2 separate regions of the Drosophila melanogaster genome follow, and region 2 is linked to region 1. A link is a contact called in public Hi-C data. All regions are on one chromosome and are shown on one strand. The core of a region is the stretch at or near the end of the contact, and the rest is flanking DNA. Distances in the headings are between cores, read along the strand shown.

Evidence for each region. Hi-C and Micro-C count contacts between places; a contact is called where the count stands out from the background.
Region 2: a contact with region 1 is called in a Hi-C map of the Kc167 cell line, with 2.4 times the contacts expected there. A contact is called at or near these places in 34 of 107 Hi-C or Micro-C datasets (the Clone 8 cell line, the D17-c3 cell line, the Kc167 cell line and 18 more) and 1 of 7 datasets of targeted methods (the Kc167 cell line).

What each region holds. Positions count from the first base shown.
Region 1 is chr3L:10,735,729-10,738,621 of dm6, forward strand. No RefSeq gene overlaps it. Among named protein-coding and RNA genes, the nearest start is that of CG43245, 35 kb to the right of the region's middle.
Region 2 is chr3L:10,877,616-10,880,508 of dm6, forward strand. CG6418 reads right to left here and starts at 1,422. Exons shown (of 1, transcript NM_140156.3): 1 at 1-1,422. The coding sequence starts at 1,330. It overlaps Blos4 (Biogenesis of lysosome-related organelles complex 1, subunit 4), which reads left to right and starts at 1,470. Exons shown (of 2, transcript NM_140157.3): 1 at 1,470-1,698; 2 at 1,753-2,573. The coding sequence starts at 1,555. The coding sequence ends at 2,118.

The DNA.
Region 1 (2,893 bases), core at 198-2,697:
CAAGTCTACAGTTAGACTATATAGCTTACAAAATCGTTATAACTAATATTAGTTTTGCCTTTTTAAATGGAAAATCTTGGTTCTGTGCTATATTTGCAATATTACATATTATTGCAGAAGAGCTTAAAATATATAAAATAAAATAAAAAAAAAAAAAATAAATTAAAATATATAAAATGAATAAATAATAATACATGTTTTTTTGGTCAGTTTGTGTAGTTAAAGGAAATATTCTTCTATTGAAGTTTTATTGGCACAGCTTCCCAACTCAATTAGCACAATTGTTGTTTTTTATAAAAACCATATTTTTTCTAACCTTTATGAACCTGTAAACTTCATTCGATGACCTCTTTGTGTTTCTCGCGTGCTTATCAAAAATGATAAATCAAAATTGTCATTCGGTGTAAATTGGTTGCCCACTAAAGTCGCCTATTGAAGCCACTGGCTCTCCTGCAGCGCCCCTTTTACACCCACTTATGCGGAACAAGCTTACCAACCAACGCCCCCTGTCACCAATATCCTGGTGCCACCCACTACCACACACACACGCACACACACGCAAGCACTCTCGAGTCTGAAAAACAAACAGCAATTCCGAAATGAATTTCATTTTACAAATATATTAACAACTTTTGCACAACAACGAAACAAAAAGACACAAAAAGAAATAGCATAAGAAAAAGCAAGGAAGCACAGCAACAATAACAACAACAACAGTATATGGAAATGGAAAATGGGGAAATACAACAGGAGGCGAGAAAACATGGCACATGTATGAAGGGTATACGGTAAAAGCTGTAAAAGTCTAACTTTAATAACGTCAATTATCCAATCGATTTATAATATAAGTATTTTGCTTTCAACGAAACCAAATAAAACTGTATTAATTAGGAAATAATAAAATAAAGAATTTTTTCATTTTTGCTAATGAAAACTTCCGAAGTTCGCTTTGGTAATCAAATAATAAGCAGGATAATAACACAAGCTCTACATGAATATTTCAAAAGCAACACAGTAAGAAAGTGTTATAAAAATTGGCATTTGACAATATAACAAAGGTCCCACTGTAAATCGATGTGTGTTCCGGCATGTGTGTGAGTGTGTGTGTGTTTGCACTTGTGGGGCAGGCAGCGAGCATTTATGCCCCCAAAGGCAGCGCTGTCGGCAGCGAAGGCAAAAAATGAGGTGGGGGAGGGCAAAAAGAAGCGAAAAGCACAAAAAGCGTAGAGCGACGAAGCCGGCAGAGGCAGCGACTGCGAGCGCCAGCAGCAACAACAACAATCAATTGGCAATCTGTCCACTGAAAAAACAATTGCACTGACATCACACACACACACACAGACAAACACTTGGATAAAACGGGCCGTTACTTTGCTCTCTCTCAAGCTCTCTCAAAAACAGTATGGCCGTGCTGCAGTCGCAAGTGTATTGGTGTTGCCGTGCAGCAAACTCTCTCGCTCTCTCACGAGAGAAAGAGAGCGAGAGTCGTTGCGCTCTCTCGCTCGCTCGCTCAGCATTACAAAAAGCCAATTTTGTTACTTAAATGTTTACGCTTGTGTTTATCTTTTGTATTCGGTTTCTTATTAGGTTCTCATCTCGTTCTCATCGTTTAACAATTTGAGATATGATGGTGTGGCAGCGTGTTGGTGTGTGTGTTTGTGTGTACTTTGATTTGTGTGGGGAGCGCGGCCAACAGAAGGAGAGAGCGAGACGGAGAGTGTGGGAGCGAGAGAGCGTGATGTTGGGGTCAGTGCGATATTCTTGTTGCTGTAGTTGTTGTTGTTGTTTTTTCGGTGGGCTTTTGCTAATGAGTGTGATTTAGACTTGTCGAGCTGGTTTATTATTTTGCGGTGTTTGCGCTCTTGTTGTTGTTGGTGTTATTGTTTGCTGTTCTCTTTTTTTTTGTTCTCCTCGCGCTCTTGTTGTTGCTTTGTGCGCGTTGGTGTGCGCTTTTGTGTTGCTTGTGTGATTGTTGTTATATTGGCCCCTTTGGGGCAATGTTGTCGTCATTGTTGTTGTTGCTGCTGCTGGCCACTCTGCGGTTTTTTGTTATTTAGATTAAATAGTTTTGACAGCTCCCACAGATTGTTGTTGTGGCAGTGCAGCCAGAAATGTACTCAAACTAATATGTGAGTGGATAATTGGCAAAATCGGATATTTATAAATCGGATTTACAATTTTAATTTTAAAACTGAAATAAATTAGAATTTTCTTAATCGTAACTATTTCAAATACAGTCCAGTTATCATCTAGATTTCTAAAAAAAACACTGTGATAAATAGCACTTAAAACTTAAAAAATTGCTCAAAAACAAACCTATAAATTAACAAGCATTTAGTGTAATTTTTAATACCGTTACCGCCAGTTTATTAATAATCTTCAAATCGGTGAACGACTTTTTATAATGATTCTTGAAAAATGATCGCCAATTAATCAACCATAAAAATCGAATTACTTATAACTTTTATGGCCCATCAATTTGGCGCAAGAATTGTTAAAATACTAAAATGTCCCATTAGCATTTAAATAAATAATAATATCGTATCAATTAATTTGCACCCCCTCTCCACTTATAGCCATCACCCTCTCGCTCACACTTTCTTTGGCGGCAAACAATTATCGTATAAAATTAAAACGCAGAAAAGCAAGAAATAAACAAAGGCACAGACAAAAGCAAAGGCAAACAAACACAGCACAAATATTAAAGTCAATTTGCGAAATGAGAATGCTGCGAATGTTTCGCCTTTGGATTTGATATGTTAATGCCTATGCAATTGTGTGCGTGTACTTGTGTGTGTGTGGAGCTCTCTTTCACATCAACCCCCCACCCACCCCCAACCATTCACGTTAGTTCGAGTTTATCTGTGTAAGCTCTGTGTGAAAACATGGCCCC
Region 2 (2,893 bases), core at 172-2,671, 140 kb after region 1:
CGTGGTTGCAGATGGAGCGAACCTGGGGCTCAAAGCCCATGTGGAACATACGGTCGGCCTCGTCAAGCACTAGGAAAGTGACCCTCCTCAGATTGGTGGCCTTCATCTTGACCATATCTATCATACGTCCTGGCGTGGCCACAATAATTTCCGCTCCCTGTTCCAGAGCTTTACTTTGCTCCCATTTGGAGCCTCCGCCGTAGCAGCAGACCACGTTCAGGTTGTAGACCTTGCCAAACTTCTTGGCCTCGTTGTAGATCTGCAGGGAAAGCTCGCGTGTAGGTGCTAGGATAAGTCCTATGGGTCCGTCGCCTGGCTTCAGCTGTTTCTGATCCATCACATGCATTAGCATCGGCCAGATGAAAGCTGCTGTCTTACCGGAACCAGTTTTGGCTATGCCAATGATGTCTCTGCCGGACAGGGCGGTGGGCACTGCTTGTGCCTGGATGGGTGTGGGCTGTGTATACTCCGCTTTCCTCACGGCCTTGATGAGTTGCTCATCAAAGCCGAAATGGCCGAAGGACGTGACTGGTTTGGGTGGTGATGGACCAGTGACCTTTACGCCAAGTGTGCGCCTTAATTCCCGGACTTGCTCATCATCCAGGGCGGCTATGTCGTCATGCTGCGTGTAGAAGTTCTTCTCGAAGGGTTCGTACTCGATTTCGGAATGGTAGATGGGCGGCAGAGGATCAATGTCCTTTTTCTTCGGTGGGGCTATGGGATTGCCATCCTCATCGTATTCGATTTCCTGATCGGATCCCTCGTCGCGAAGTCCAGCATTGGGATTCTCCTTCATGTAGCGATAGTAGCTCTCCTCATCGTCCTCGTCATCGATGTCACCTCTCACCGCCTGAGTTGGCGGCTTAGGTGCTTGTTGACGCTTCTCCTTCTCCACCTGCTGGTTGATGCCCGCCATGAACTGCTCGAGGGGATCCTCATCCGAATCGGAATCCTCTTGCTTTTTGGCCGACGTTGGCGGAGCTCCCGGGGATCCTGGTGCCGGTATATAGGCTTGTTCTATCTCCTTTTCCCGGGGCTCATCGTCATCATCGAAATAGTCATCGTCCGTGTGGTGCTTCCTTTTGCCAACCAGATTGGTGGCATTGGTGTACTGGCTGATGGAGTCCAAGGTGGAGTAGCCGTGCTTGGACGTTGATGTAGTGCTCCCGGTGACACCGCCACGGCTTGCTCCTCCAAATCCTCCGCGGGAACCAGAATAGCCACGGGCATTCAGCATCGGGGGCGGCGGTACGGCGTTCATGTTGTTGCCGGAACTTGCTGGCTTGCGGTAGGGGAAGCCCCCACCGCCAATGCCTCGATATCCACTCATTGTGCTACAAATCCAAGCAAATGCTGCAAGCTAACAATTTCCAAAATCAATAGAAAACAGTATGACCAGAATGAGCAGCAGCGGGACAGCGGGCAAATGCTTTGGGGTCACACTTTAGCTGATAGGAGTTTTACCCTCCTCAATTATGGTCACACTGGTCGAAAGTGAAAACAATTGTTGCTTGTATTTACAAATATTCAGCTAATTAAACCAACGCCTGAAATATGCAATCGAATATTGAGAATGTATCACGGGACTATGCAAAGATACTGCAGAGCGCCGACCTGGAGAAGGAGATAAATCCACTGTGCACGAATATCGAGGATATGCTGGCCAGATTGGATGAATTTGAGACTTTGTTGGCTTCGGTTAGTTGTTTTCTTTAAAGTTAGTGTTTTCACTAATAGTTTATTGACTTTTAGGTGCGTGCGGAATCCAATGGCATGATGGCCAACAACGTCTGCTCTATACTAGGTTTCACAGACAGTTTCGAGCAACTGAAGGCCAGAATCGATGGTCTGGAGCAATGTGTGGGTGTAGTTAGTGCCAATTTGTCGGAAGTGGAAAGATCTGTGGATATAGCCGAGGAGGAGCTGCATGTCACAGACTACAGCCTCAAGGGACTTCTCCTGAAGCCGCTGAAGGCCAAGTTAAGTGCCAGCGATACCAGCACACTCAGCTCCCTGCCACGATCCAATCTCGTCGAGGAGGAATATCAGCCTGTGGAGATCTACAAATCCGACGATTACTTCGGAAAGTCGGAGGAGGAGAACTACGTAGCTAAATGACTAAACATATATGGAATAATTAGATGAAACCTAGTTTTACTAAGCTTAAAATAGAGATGTTACTAGAAGTTAGAGGATCTTTGCAGATGTAAAAACATAAAGGTAATTTTATTAACTTTCTAAAAGCAACTTCATTTGCATTTTGTTTTTAAATTAGGCATTTCTAATGCATTTTGAATATGCAATAACTATCAAATTAAGACAAAGACATCTAAATTCAGCTTCGTAATTACATTTAAGCACCTACTTGTTATAATTGTCATTATAATTATAGCGAAAAATTACAGATAGAATGGAAAAAACCGAGGCAAACAATACGTTGTTTATTGTTACATTAAGTCTGGCTGTTTATATTTATATTACTGATTACTTACATTAGAGTAGTGAATAAAATAGCAGTTAGCTACGTGGATGCCATAAATATTTAGTGAATAATTAGCGAAGAGGTGCTTACGTAAATATTCAATGTTTTTTTTTACGGGAAGCGCGAAGTTAAATTGCTCGAATTTATACGGGGAAATCCGTGGAGTCTCGCATTTAAATTGCTGCCTATAACGTGGAAAAATTCTAAAAAAAACTGCAATACAGCTTTACTATAATAACAATTCTCTGTGTACGCCTTTGTCTAGAACACAAATTAAATTTGTTACCAGGAAGCTACTTTAACGCATAAAATTTAGTGCGCTTGAAGGCGTTTAAAATCGGTACAAGGTTCTTAAATTTATTATTACCAACGTGTGTAGAAGTATTATTAACAAATATGAAGTACATTTAA